2 separate regions of the Sus scrofa genome follow, and region 1 is linked to region 2. Evidence: chromatin contacts called from public HiChIP or PLAC-seq data. All regions are on one chromosome and are shown on one strand. The core of a region is the stretch at or near the end of the contact, and the rest is flanking DNA. Distances in the headings are between cores, read along the strand shown. Region 1 overlaps AHR (aryl hydrocarbon receptor). Region 2 has its middle 85 kb from the start of AHR.

Region 1 (3,050 bases), core at 110-2,609, 97 kb after region 2:
TAAGATGTACTCAGCATTTTCCTGTGATGGGTTCATAAGTTTTTAATAAAACATGAAGGAGTTTACCCATTCCTTTGTTTTTCTTAATTAAGGTATTCAAGAAGCATTTTGAAAGGATTTATATGAACTTGAAGTAGATTTTAGATGTTTGTTTTGTTAAAAAAATATTCGAGGAGATTTTATAATGCAATAGAAATTTTTGCTTTATAGATTTTAATGCATTTTATGGTGCTTTGTTTGTTTTTCAGTGTCAAGCCAATCCCAGCTGAAGGAATCAAGTCAAATCCTTCAAAGCGGCATAGAGACCGACTTAATACAGAATTGGACCGCTTGGCCAGCCTGTTGCCTTTTCCACAAGATGTTATTAATAAGCTGGACAAACTCTCAGTTCTTAGGCTCAGTGTCAGTTATCTAAGAGCCAAGAGCTTCTTTGATGGTAAGACAGAAGGGTTTAATTTTTCTGTAATCACTTACAAAATATTTAGGTTGAGTATGGCTGTTTCTGTTTCTCTGTTGAAAACTGCAAAAAAAAAAAAAAAAAATCATAATGTGAAAGGTTTTGCCTGTTGCTGTATGGTAAAACTTAAATAGCAAAGCCAAAACTTGAATGTTTCTAAAAATCAGTTTTCCAGATTGATTTATCAGATGCTGCCACTTAAGTGACATGTAGTGTCATCTTTTGACAGTCATAACACTCAATTAAGTGTGACACTTTTCCAGTACTTCTCTTTCCAACTCATTTTTTTGAAGTCTTTTAACTACTAAGCTATATTTTACTGGGTTTCATTCAGCATGTTTCATATATACATCATTTTTATTTATCCTTTCAAAATGATCTATACTTATACTGTGTTATATTAACTGTGTTTTGCTCCAGGAAAATGTAGTTTAAATTTTTTTTTTCCCCACTGGAGAAATTAGAGTCAGTAGAATTGGATTTCAGTCTCCATTGTGCTGCTGACAAGCTATCTGTCTTGAGCCTCTAGGCTTCCCTGTACCTCAGTTTACTCAGCTGTAAAGCTAGGGATTTGAATTAAGTGATATTTACCTTCTAATCACCTGGTATTTCAGAGTCATAAAATATTATAAATGGAAGTTTTTGTTTGACAGTGATGTTTCATTGTGTCTTCTCATGTAAAACAATTCTGTTTCTCCTTTTGTCTGTTTATATGTCAGAAATATAATTTTTAGGAACTGTTGAGTATTTTCAATATATCATGTTATTTTACAAACAGATAGTAAAGCATTGACAATAAAATCTCAGTGGCTTATGCCACTGCTACTTCAAGTCTAACATGCTCACAAATCACGTAGGGCTTCTGATGAGATGAAATCTTACTTAGTCGGTTTCAGCGTAGCATAGATTTTGCACTTCTCACTCGATGTCAGATGATGCTGATACTGCTGCCCTTGACACATTTACAGATACTTGAGTTTGCAGTTTGTGTTTAAAATATTGCAAAACACTTATTTCCCTTTGGGTTTATGTTTGGATGGTTTGCTATGTTTAGTCTGGACATCTTTTTATTTGTTGGTTTGTTTGCTTGCTGTATGTTCTTCATTTTGGATAAAAGCTATAATTTAACCATTGTGATCTGGGCAGTATACACTGATTTGAGGATAATAATTTTAGGGAAAATTATGTATTCGGAGATTCATAGTAGACACTTAAATTTTCTCTATTCTGTCTATAAAAATACTTCAAATTTTCAATTTTCATGTATACCAGACTCCTCATCTTTGAGGTGGGTTGTGTGATGCTCAGCGGTGTATGTGTGTGTGTGTGTGTGTGTGTCTGTGTGTTTCAGTTATATAGTCATTTTTATGATAAAGCTGGAACTAGAACCTGGTTTCCAGATTTCCTATATGACTTTTGCTGACCATATCTCAATTGTTTCTCTTTTCTAGGAATCATTTATATAGAAGAATCGTAAGGACTTTTTCCTAGATTTGTGATTCTCAAAGTGTAGTCCCCAGACAAGCAGCATTCATGTCCCATAGGCATTTGTTAGAAATGTCAGATCTTAGGCCCAGCCTAGACCAACAAAATCAAACTCTGATGCTTTGTCAAGTTTGGGAGCCCCCGTCATAGACCGTAACCTCAAGGTCACTCCCAGCTTCTTGGGATGCAGTCCTGATGTTCAGTATTTATTTACATGCTGTGCTGACTGTTTGACCTTGGGGTGGGAGGGTGCTTCCATAACATGTAAGATGCGGCCTCTGCCCTTAAAGGGTTTCTAGTCTAGAAGTCAGGGAGGCATGGTAAAGATGTATTGACATAAGTCATTTTGCCTTTTCATTTCCTGCTCCTTAATAATGGGAAACCAAATTATTATATATTAAAAAGAAAAAAAAATGTACATGTTGTTCCCTGTTTAGAGGCAGTGGAGCAGAACTGAGGCTGCTTGGAGAGTGCTGTTTAAATACTAACATACTTTCTGCTCTTTAGGTGTCTGTGTGTGTGTGTGTGTGTGTGTGTGTGTGTGTGTATACCATTATATTTAATATAAAAAGCTATATATGCATATTTTTATGATTAGTTTTGTATCCTGTTTAATACCTTGAGTAAAAGTGATTCCAAAGTCTAATTGATAAAGAATGCCGTAGTTTAGCAGGGCTCATTATGGAGTTCTTGCATGTTAAGTATTTTATTAGCTCTTTATCAGGGAGTTTATTTTTTATTCTGGTTTAGTGTATTTGACAGTAGAATCTTATTACTCTATTTGTGTCATTCCTTCATTGATTATATTATCTTTAATTTTAGATCATTTGAATTACTGGTCTTTAGTGTACATCACGGCATCAGAAAAACCTGAAAAACTTATTTTAAAATACACATAAAAGGCATACCCTTTTTATGCTGATTCTGTGTAGGTTTAAGTAGAACCCAGGAATCTGTATTTTTATAAGCATCCTAGATCAGTCTAAGGCAGTGAATTAGCCTAGTTTTGATTATGCTCTGAATTACTTAAAATTCTTTTTCTTTGCCTTTAGGAAGACATATCCAAATGTAAAAAATTTTAGAAAGACTATAAATGCGTTTTCTAGGG
Region 2 (3,138 bases), core at 418-2,917:
ATGGCCTCTGCTGTGCAGCAACAGGAACCAAGGCTTGGTTTCCAGAGACCTCAAAGATTGTCAAAGAGTAATGACTTGGCACTCAAAATTAAGTTTAGGTTTTCTTTGATCCTAAATCTGTCCAGTGCACTAAACTGGGCTATACTTCTATGATCCCGTCATGGTCAGTTGTGTAGAAATAAAGCTAATCTTCAATTCTGAGTTAAGCTGACCCTCCTCCACAAAAAAAGGGGGAAAAAGGGAACTAAGAAATAATGGCAAGGAGAAAAATGGAATAGCAAAAACAAGGTAAGAGAAGTTTCACACCAAAAGGGCCAGTCAAAGAGGTGAAAACCTACAGGGTACAGTGGACCGGAAACCACAGAAAGTAAAACAGAATGAGAAAGCTCTGGTTTTGTACTGGAGGCAGAGTTTAAAGAGATTTCTAAGATGCTATGATTTCATCCTTGGGTGGGAGCAACCTATGTACAGCATGAATTGGTTTGCACTACTTTAGGGCAACTCAAGGTTCTAAGTATTTTCCTCTACGTATTTAGTGACTATGTATGTGTTACTTGCCACAGGGAAAATGTGGATCGTGAAAATTATGGTTTCTGTTTCTCAAACACTGCTAATAAAACATCTCTATAAACATCTTTATGTCCAACACATTGACATTAAACACTCTGGTTCCATTGAAGCTTTTTACACAGTAGCTGACACCTGTGCACAGCTCTGGTTTCCCCTCGGAAATATACAGGAAAATATGGGCGCTTCACTAGTCCCTTTCCCATAAATGTTTTCCAAGTTTCATAGACAAATATCCTCTGTATTTTGTCTGCTGAAATATTCATTTCATTGTCACTGGGAGTTTGGCAGGTCTTAGCTCACCCAGGTCATGTTGTTCCTTCCCTTCTGCAAAAGTTGCATAAAACTTCAGGTCAGAGGAGGCCACTCTATGGGTAGATTCAGCAGCACTTTCTTCTACTTCTGTGGCTTGAAATACTCCATGGAAGACTGCACAGAGCTTATCTTCTTTCTATTGCTTTAGACACGTAGGAGTTGCTAACAACACTTAATAATCTCCTGAAAGGAGAGGCCCCATCTCTTAGGATGTAACATGTTGAGAACTAGTCTAGGAAGTTAACCTAAACCACACATTAGTAACTGAAACTTTCAAATTCATGCTGTTGGGAAAAAAAAGGAAAGCCAAAAGTTAAAATTGTTGTTGGTTACTGAATGCCATCAGAACAAGAAAGAAAAGAGAGGAACTGCATAAAAAAAAAAATAAAACTAAAAGTTGGTGTTGTAAAAGACATAATGAGACATGGTAAATATGGCAAGCTAGTGGTAATCCTCTCTCTCTTGAAGTGTTGTCATAAGAGTGAGAAAAATTGTATATGGATCACCCAGCGAGTATTCATATGTTCTAGACCAATACAAGTGTATTTTACCTGTAGTATTTACTTCTGTTATCTTTAATTCCTCACAAGCACTTATAAAGTAGACTCAACCCTGTTTTACAGATAAGAAAATTGAAAGTAAAGGAAGCATACATTTCTTGTCCACGGTGAGACAGCTACTCATTCTGAGTCAGGATTTGCACCCAGGCAGTTTAGCTCCAGAGATAAGAGCATTAACCCCTACGTTGCAGAACTGGCCTCAGTGTACAGAGGAGTTCTGAGCAAGGTCTCAACTCCTGACTTTGACCAGGTGGGGGCAGCAGGAGATGCTCAGTGCTTTAGTCAGAGTGATCTTTCCAATATGTAACTCTATAGATTGTGTTCTCTTGCTTTAAAACGCAGTAAGTGTTGAGTTCAGACTGCTGTGGAAATGTAGTGAAGCACTTCATGATGTGGGGTCTGCCTATCCCTTTAACTCATGCATTGTTGGCTGCTCTTGCTATTGTTTTTGTTTTGTCTTTTTGTCTTTTCTAGGGCCACACTTGCGGCATATAGAGGGTCCCAGGCTAGGGGTTCAGTCGGAGCTGTAGCCACCGGCCTATGCCAGAGCCACAGCAACGCGGGATCCAAGCCACGTCTGTGACCTACACCACAGCTCAGAGCAGCACAGGAGCCTTAACCCACTGAGCGAGGCCAGGGATGGAACCTGCAACTTCATGGTTCCTAGTCACATTCGTTAACCACTACGCCACGAGGGATACTCCGCTATTGTTTTTTTGTTTGTTTGTTTAAATATATTGTTTCTTTAATATAATATATCGGATTTTGCCATACTCTGTTGTAGTTGCTTATATACAAGTCTATCTGCCTGAGAGGCTAGAATCCAGTGAGGGAGCTTCCATGTTTGTTTTCTCTCTGTTATACTCCATTAGGGAGTAATAGCCAAAATTTGAATTAACAGAAGTCACAGGCCTCAGTCAATCAGGATAGACATCTGAAGTAACCAAGCAGTAGGATTTTGTCATTGGGTAGCCTTCCATTACAGACCACTGGTGGATACTTTCTATTTGTGAATGAATGAATGAATGAACGATGTTAAGAAATAGCACTAGATATTTTTGCCTTTGGTTTCATTCTCACTCTTGGCTCTGCTTTATGTCCTTTTTCTTCCTCAATTCTAAGTTATATATTTAAAAATATATTTTGGGAATTCCTGTTGTGGCATAGTAGGATCGGCAGCCTCTTGGGATCACTGGGACACAGGTTTGATCCCTGACCCAGCACAATGGGTTAGGGATCTGGCACAGCCACAGCCGTGGCTTGGATTTGATCCCTGGCCTGGGAATTACATATGCCGGGGGTTGGCCAAAAAAGAAAAATGTTTCTGTATCCTTAAAATTAGATTTTAATCTCTTTCGTGATGAGGATTGGGATAAGTTAGTACATAAAACTGTTGGTGGATATTAACTACCATTGAAACTGATCACTACAAGGATCAATAAGATGGGTGTTCACCTGAAAAATAGGCTGTGGATTATAATACCTTTTTTTCCAAATATCAACCGTTCTGGCTGTTTTGGTGTCTCGAATTTAGAGATTTGTTTCTTATAATTAAAATGTTGCCTTTCAAAGATGAACTGCAAGCTATCCTGGAATGGTTAAGTACTGAAAAATTTAATTAATATTTTAAAATCTTAGCATTGATTCATTTTATTGTTTCCACTTGATACCTTAAAAATTAAGAAGTAAAATAAAA

The links. HiChIP or PLAC-seq counts read pairs in DNA pulled down with a chosen protein or histone mark.
Region 1: an H3K27ac HiChIP or PLAC-seq map of alveolar macrophages shows a contact between it and region 2. The contact joins two enhancer-like sites. A contact is called at or near these places in 1 of 5 promoter capture datasets (liver), 12 of 47 Hi-C or Micro-C datasets (alveolar macrophages, blood, embryonic fibroblasts and 6 more) and 1 of 2 datasets of contacts at active chromatin or transcription factors (alveolar macrophages).

Annotation. Positions count from the first base shown.
Region 1 is chr9:86,523,147-86,526,196 of Sscrofa11.1, forward strand. AHR (aryl hydrocarbon receptor) reads left to right here. Exons shown (of 11, transcript NM_001303026.1): 2 at 249-436. Among named protein-coding and RNA genes, the nearest start is that of AHR, 13 kb to the left of the region's middle. Within about 2 kb of position 1,360, at least 3 of the 83 cell types and tissues checked have an H3K27ac peak or open chromatin away from gene starts, as enhancers often do. A contact at or near this core is called in alveolar macrophages, where this site is marked.
Region 2 is chr9:86,425,579-86,428,716 of Sscrofa11.1, forward strand. No RefSeq gene overlaps it. Among named protein-coding and RNA genes, the nearest start is that of AHR, 85 kb to the right of the region's middle. Within about 2 kb of position 1,668, at least 10 of the 83 cell types and tissues checked have an H3K27ac peak or open chromatin away from gene starts, as enhancers often do. A contact at or near this core is called in alveolar macrophages, where this site is marked.